2 separate regions of the Ovis aries genome follow, and region 2 is linked to region 1. Evidence: chromatin contacts called from public Hi-C data. All regions are on one chromosome and are shown on one strand. The core of a region is the stretch at or near the end of the contact, and the rest is flanking DNA. Distances in the headings are between cores, read along the strand shown. Region 1 has its middle 37 kb from the start of KCNA2. Region 2 has its middle 81 kb from the start of TRNAK-UUU.

Evidence for each region. A called contact is a pair of places that touch in the nucleus more often than the background predicts.
Region 2: a Hi-C map of liver shows a contact between it and region 1, with 5 times the contacts expected there. The contact joins two enhancer-like sites. A contact is called at or near these places in 7 of 16 Hi-C or Micro-C datasets (blood, hypothalamus, liver and 3 more).

What each region holds. Positions count from the first base shown.
Region 1 is chr1:87,949,105-87,952,771 of ARS-UI_Ramb_v3.0, reverse strand. No RefSeq gene overlaps it. Among named protein-coding and RNA genes, the nearest start is that of KCNA2, 37 kb to the right of the region's middle. Within about 2 kb of position 2,116, at least 5 of the 54 cell types and tissues checked have an H3K27ac peak or open chromatin away from gene starts, as enhancers often do. A contact at or near this core is called in liver, where this site is marked.
Region 2 is chr1:88,112,945-88,116,641 of ARS-UI_Ramb_v3.0, reverse strand. No RefSeq gene overlaps it. Among named protein-coding and RNA genes, the nearest start is that of TRNAK-UUU, 81 kb to the right of the region's middle. Within about 2 kb of position 1,956, at least 9 of the 54 cell types and tissues checked have an H3K27ac peak or open chromatin away from gene starts, as enhancers often do. A contact at or near this core is called in liver, where this site is marked.

The sequences.
Region 1 (3,667 bases), core at 867-3,366:
TCCTGAATATTCAGTGGAAGGACTGATACTGAATAAAGCTAAAGCTCCAATACTTTGGCCACCTGATTCAAAGAGCCAGCTTATTGGAAAAGACTCTGATGCTGAGAAAGATTGAAGGCAAAAGGAGAAGGGGACAGCAGAGGATGAGATGATTGGCTATCCTCTGCAAGCAGTGAGATCTTTGGAATAATGGTCATAGCTTCCGAGCACTGCCACATATTTGTTTAACTGTTTAAACCTCTCAGCAACCCTGCAAAGTTGGCGCTGTAATTCCTGTTTCACAGATGAAGAAACTGAAACACAGACAGGTTCAACGGCATGTTTAAGTTCACAAAGCTAGAATGGAGGCACCCGGATTCTCACCCCAACCCTCTGGTTCCAAAGCCCATGCTCTGACCACAATGAAATGCAGATTCTAAATGCTGAGAGTTTACTCCTAGGTTTTAATGGCCAAAATAGCAAAACCACATCCTGGGCTGATCTTCACAGGTACGACCTGACATGCGCAGATGTGTATTTGATTGTGATTGTGATTTTGAGTGTATAAGCCATGCAGTGGGGGAGCAGGGTTGCATTCTGCAGTTTAGCTGGTGTTTGTATATCTGCTATTTCTTCTCCAACACAAGCTTCCAGAGAGGAGGCAGTACTCTCCATGATTTTATTCTGCCTCTGGAGTCTAATCTAGGGCTTATCATACAGTAGATGACCCACAATTTTAGAACTGAGTTGTATTTTCATGTGTAAAGTCAGTTCTCAAGCTACACACCTCCTTTAAAGCTTCTGTTGTTTGCCCCGACTTCTCCTAGCCTCCTGACGCACACCTACTCTCTCACAGAACAGGTGCAGTTCAGTAGAATGTAAGCAAATCAGCTATGAATGTCAAAACAGGATTTAATCAATTATTAATTTGGGAGAACCAGGAGAGCAAAAAGTAAATACCCCAATGAGGTCATGCTATGAAAAATGTGAAAGTCTCTTAGACCTAATATTTAATTTAGACTTACTGTCTGAGTTACTTCCCAGCTTCCCAGATGCAAGCCAGAGACCATCAGACAAGACTTGTGATGATACTCAGCAGCCATAGAAGCCCAATGCAAAGGCCAAAGAGGAACCACTCCCTTGGGACAAGTGCCCAGAGGGCAGAGGCTGCAAAGCTTCTCCAAAGAGACCAATTAGCTTAAGTGTAGGAACCAGAGAGCCTGAGCCCTGACATCTGGGTAAGTCAGCCTGCCAAGTCAGGGCTTGGTCTGATTCTGTAGGAGGCTGGGCTCTGAACCAGCATCAGCATCAGACTCTAACTTGCTCCATTCTCTCCAGGCCAGCCAGAAGGGAGATACAGCATGGAAACATTACCTAGGGCTGAGGCGAGAGGGCTGAGGCTGTAACAGTGTTTAGGTGTCAGGGCCACAGCGAAAGCCAAAGGGGAGAGCGAACAGAGGACGGAGGAGTGGAAAGGCAGTGAGGGAAACAGCTTCAGAGCATGAGTTTCCCGGCTCACTCAACTCACTTCACTTCCCCTGCTAGTTCTTGGCACCCATGTCATCTTAGCCACTGTCCCTGATCCCAAAAAACTGCCTTCCTATAGCCTCCCAGTGATTTCTCTCTCTCTCTCTCTCCCATGCTTCTGCCAAGGGACCTTCTTCCCTTGTTCCTCTGAGCCTCTAGACTCAGTTTCCTCTCCTCTGGTCCCTCTCTGAGAAGGATGTGTCCACTCCTTGCTCGGCATCCCAAATACATAAAGCAGACTCAGCTCCCAGGGCCAGGAAATCCATGGAGGTTTAGGATACAGAACAGAATCTCTTAGTTACTTAATGATGCTCCAACAGGGGACATCTCAGAGCCCAGTGGGAACAAGTTACCAAAGTGTCTCTTATAAGGCTGGGTCCAAACCTCCAGAAGGGCATCCACACCAACCAGACCCCACCTGGGATGCGGTGGCAGGGGGGGGAGGGGCGGGAGGGTGGTAGTGTGGGGAGAATCAAGGTCCAGGCAGGTCCTAATGTACCAATGCTCTATCACGGAGTTGATGGATGGTGATTGGTCCAGCTGCCTGCAGAGCTTGCTGATGAGCTGCTACCCAGGGAGGAAGTGCTGCCAGTGAGCACAGAGCAACTCTGCAACAGAAAAGGAAGTGGCAGGGAGATACTCCCACCTGCCAGTCAGTTGGGGCTGGAACCCCCGCCTCACTGAGCACACTACAGCCTCCCAAGTGGGTGCAAGTTACTTTAAGTGACACATTCTTCCCTACTCCTCACATTTTTTCCCCAGATCAAATCTGATATCAATGAGCATCCAGGACAGCCCTAAACCAACACCATTGACTTGGTCATTGAGAAAGGTCTAAGAAGAACTGGTACATGGCCCATTCATTTCATAGATTCTTGGGTGGTGGGGTGCAGGGTAGGCCTTCTCCATCCTCTGCAGTCCCTGGCTTCTGCAAGGCTGGTGCTGGTGATGGAGCCCCCACATCTTTGTGAGACTGCCCCCTCCACTGGTGGACAGTTCCCAAGCAGCTCAGAGTTGGTGAGCTCTAGCTGTGTGCCACACTCTGGCTTTCCAGGAGTGTGCCACAGCTGCTTTCCAGGAGTTCTCTAACTCTCCCAGGTAAGTACTGTTATGGTTCCCAGATTCAGATAATGAAGCTCTGGCTTACAGAAGAGGACTTCCTTGTCTAAAATCACAATAGCTCAAAAGTGGCCGGACCAAGACTCACACTCTGAGTTATTTACTAGAACAGGGTTGTGAACTATCATCCCTGCCTGGAGATCAGTGAAATTATGCAGGAGGAAAGGTGGAGGGAGGTGGGATCTGTGATGGTCTGGGGTGTATTTACCTTATTCAGAGGAGGCAGCTGCCACCCAAGTTCTATTTCTTGTTCCATGAGAGAATATGAACCTAGGTGATCAGATCTTCATATCTGAGGTTTTAAGTATAGATTTATAAACATAATCTCCCAATTGCATTTGGTTATTGACAAAAATTTTTTTTAAATTGTGGTGCAGGCCAACACTGAATAGGTCTCATAACCACATCTGAGAGCAGGCTCCTGATGGTGCTCACTGTAATGCTATTCTAAAGCCCAGGGTCTTGGCCACTGGGATTTGCTGTCTTCAAATGACTGTGTAGGTCTAGCTCTGGTGAACTGGAATTTTTCTTCTTGTTATTTCATCTATGGCCTCAGTTCTGACATCAGGAGCAGCAGGGATTCCAAATCACTCTTCCCCTATCCTCTTCACTAGACTAAATACCCCAGCCTTCTTAAGCATCCTCTTTTGGTTGGTTGGCAGGACCTTTGCCATGCTGACCCCAGATTCACCCTTGCTCACTCTCGTGACTCCCTAAATCCACTGCTTGGAACTGAGCCCTACCTTCCCTGAATGGTCTTTGTCATGTAGAGCAAGGCCGGCTCTCTGCCCCACCAAGATTCATCCAAGAATGGGACCCATAGTCACTTGCCTTCTTTGACGGTTGACAATTTGCCTCATGTTTAGTGAAGGGTTCCTAGCCCCTCTCCCTGGTGCTCATTGTCTCTCTTGTGGGGAGTGTCACCCTCAGCCACCAGCCCATCACCAGATGGCCCTGAACAATCACTCCAGTCCTTACAGGGACCGCCCCGGGGTTAGCCCTCTAACACCCATGGCTGTGAAATCCACGCTTGGCTAAACTT
Region 2 (3,697 bases), core at 707-3,206, 160 kb before region 1:
GTGTTCTGCAATCCACCAAAATCTCTCTCTGGCACAGTTTTGACAAGTCCTGGTCCTAGGAGACAGAGGAAGTGAGGCTTAGAGGGCTAAAGGGATGGGGCAAGTAGGGGGAAAGGCCGTATTAACACCATTGTCTAGAAACAGTCACTTGCCCTGTGTTACCACAGGAGTAAGGGGAGACTATTCCTTTAGAGAAAGCCTGTGGTTGTTTAAACAGAATCCAGGCACCTTCTCTCACCATCCCGTGCATGCTCCTTCTCTCTCTCTGGCAGGTAGCCTGTGAGAACAGGGCCCATCTCTGGCGGTTTTTATAAGAACCCAGCTCAGGTTCGGGGCAAGTCACAGATGGTCTTGGAATCAATCAGGCAACCAAGGGAACGTGATAATTTCTACAGGTCCGCCACCAGAGGGCAGAGCATCACCACAGGAAATCTTGAGTCCGCTGTCGTGGAGCCCACCGCCCAGCACTCTGGGGTGAATTCTCCAGAATGCTGGGTTGCAGCTCTTCCAAATTGTTTCCCTGCAGCCTGGCCCAAGATCTTGGAGATCATGATAATAACTGCAGACATTCCTCCTCTTCAGATCCCTCGCCCCAGGCTACACCCACACAGGTGTCTAGACATTTCCGTGCCAGGCACCATTTGTTTGATGAGGAGAAAAGTCAGGGAGAGGTTGGGACAGAGGAACCATAATACTAGCCAAACAGCATCCCAGGCTGGGGACTGTCATTTCCCGCTGGAGCCCCTGGATATAGAACATGTTCACTTGATGCAGAAAGGGAAAGGAAGGCACATCAAGATGAGACATTGGTTTGCTCCTCTGTGTTACTGCTGCATTTTCACACCTTAGACCCTGGAAGCTTAGGTCCTAATTGAGGGCCCTCATCAGAGCAGATTGTAGTTGTAGGGCATTTGGACAGCCCTTCACTCACTGGCATAAAGTGGCATAATTCCTAAATCAGCATGCCCATCTCCTAGATCCTCCTTATTGATTTTACCTTTTCAACCTTGTATGTCATGAAAACAAAGATCAGAGAGGGTTTTAGGGTGAATGGCAACAGAACTCTTGTACTCCGTGCCTCTGTCAGGGTTTAATAAGTGGGGTTATCTGTGGCTGTGCAGAGAAGGCTCAGAGTGGTCCCATTCAGGTGACATCAGTTTCTGGCTTCCCCATCACCTCTACCATGAGCAGGATAAAACAGTGCCAGGAAGGCATAGTGCAAAGCGTCTTGGGCCAGAGAATAGGGCCCTTTCACCCTTGGTTTACTCCTACCTTCTGGGGAAATAACTAAGTGGTCTGGGCTCTCCTTTCTTGAATTTGACGATGATAGCTCCTCTTGAAGGTCAGTATTGCAGGGGAGACAAGTTTGGTTTTTTTTTTAATCTTGGAATTGTCTATCCCATTTCAAAACGATCCCTGCTCAAGCCTCAGGAAGACAGCTATATGAAGAATGAGGAATCAAGATCGGCTGAATAGAGGTTATCAGCCAAGGTCATGGATGGTGTGAAATCTCAGATTAGCCTGATTTCGCTCTGTGTTCTCACACGCACACTTCCTGTCCCGGGAGTTTAATTAGTTTCTTCTAGCACAGGAAATGTGGCACATCCGGAAATACCTCATACTTAGTGTATTATTAACCTACTGTGAAACTCCTCTTGTTCTGATGATCACCTTAAGCAACGTCTCACGGGAAAAATCTCTGGCAGGCAGTCTTGGGAGCAGTGTTTTAGCCATAGCCATGTTTCCTCAACATCCCAGCTCACTTTGGGGTCATTTTTTTCCCCAGTACAGTCTTGGGCAAATCACTTACCCTCTCTGGTTGTCATGATGGTTGCAGCATTTTTAAACTGAAAGTCAGAAGAAAATTGTCTTCTGCTCCCTTGCTTCTTCTCGGTACTACCTTCTTGCTTCCTCTCACTCCCCATCCCCCACAGCAGATTCTACATTCTAGCCACTTCCTGCCCTAGATACACGCAATGCTCTCTGCTTTGAATTCTTTCTTAAAACATGTGCTTTCCTGCTAACTCCCACCGATCCTTTGGGACCCAGCTTTGACGTCATCTTCTCCAGGAAGGCACCCCTGCCGTCTCCCTGCCACCACTTCCCCTTTGATTTCCCTGTTCTGTGTGCCCACAGCACCTACACACCCACCGCCACGGACTGCCCTTGTCTTATTAATTTGCCTTCCCTTCTGGACCGTCAGCTTACTTTGCACATCCAAACTCAAGCTCTGGTCCTCATTACTGTCTTTGCTGCTAGGTTCAGTTTTTAGTAGAGATTTACGTGCTCCTCACCCAGACCCTGCTTTGGATGCCAAGTAGAGAGTCCTGGCTATGCTCTTAGATACTCCTGCCATTGCAGCAGAACTATAATTCGGAGAAACCAAAGTTTTGGTTTCCATCCCAAAGGTTGGGCTTCCCTCATAGCTCAGTTGGTAAAGAGTCTGACTGCAATGCAGGAGACCTGGGTTTGATTCCTGGGTCAGTAAGATCCCTTGGAGAGGGAAATGGCAATCTACTCCAGTATTCTTGCCTGGAGAATCCCACGGACAGTGGAGCCTGGCAGGCTACAGTCTATGAGTCGCAAGAGTCGGACATGACTGAGAGACTAAGCACACCAGAGGTTGAGGGGATATTTTTGAATAGTTTCTGTTGAGAACTGAAAACTTTCCAAGAACAGGAAAAACCACATTCATCTCATGAAGTTGACAATGGACAGGGAGTTTTCATGTGCACTTTAATATTCCCAAGTAGCCTCAGACACAATGATCTTCTTTGAGAGATTAGGAGACTAAGGCCCCGAGAGGGACTGACTCAACGTTCCAGAGACAGGAAGTCATGAAGCTGTGACTAGAAGTCAGATGGCATCCCAACCCCGGTCTCCAAGTCAGGGAAAATATGCTTCCTCACACTTCCTCCCACCTACCATGCTTCTCAGACACTGTTGTCTGTCATGCCTGCGAGAGCCCCAGAAAGAGTCACAGAGGCAGGTGATGGGAGCAGACGGCTTCCTGCGGTCTCAGAGAACACCGTGTACTCTGTCCCTCCTATCTCAGCAGTGCATCGATTCCATACTTGGAAAAATCAATATTGGCAAGGACAGGAGAAAGGTTTGCTCAAACACGTTTGTCACTTGAGGTGCCTTCAAACACATTCACACAGCAGTAGCCCTCAGACTCTGTTCCCCCATCACAGCTACTTACTCAGACCAGACTTCCTGCTATGGGCAGAGCCGTGTGTGGGGAATGGGGTCATGGAAGTTCAGGGTCAGAGGCGTCTCAGAGGCCCTTCAGCCCAACTCCCCCGGCACGGTTGAGGAGTCTGAAGCCAAGAAGTGAATGACGTGCTCAGGGTTACTCAGCTAGGGGGGCAAGAGGACCAGGATATGAATTCAAGTCCTTGGATGTCATCCCCGTGCCCTCACATCTGGATCACATTATACATGTCTGAGTGGTCAGGAGGCCTCCTTTTCTTCCCTGCAGAAAAGTGTCAGACTGCCCAGGCCCCTGTGTCTGGCGCTCCTCTGTCAGAAGTCAGTGCCTGTATGTAGGGAGTGTAGAGCAGTGGTTAAGAACAGAGGCCTGGGACCGATGGGCCTGAGATTGTAACCTGTTTCTACCAGAAAACTATTTAACTCACCTGTCTCCTAGTTTCCATATCTGAAAATCAAGTTATGTGCCAAGGATTGATTTAATGAC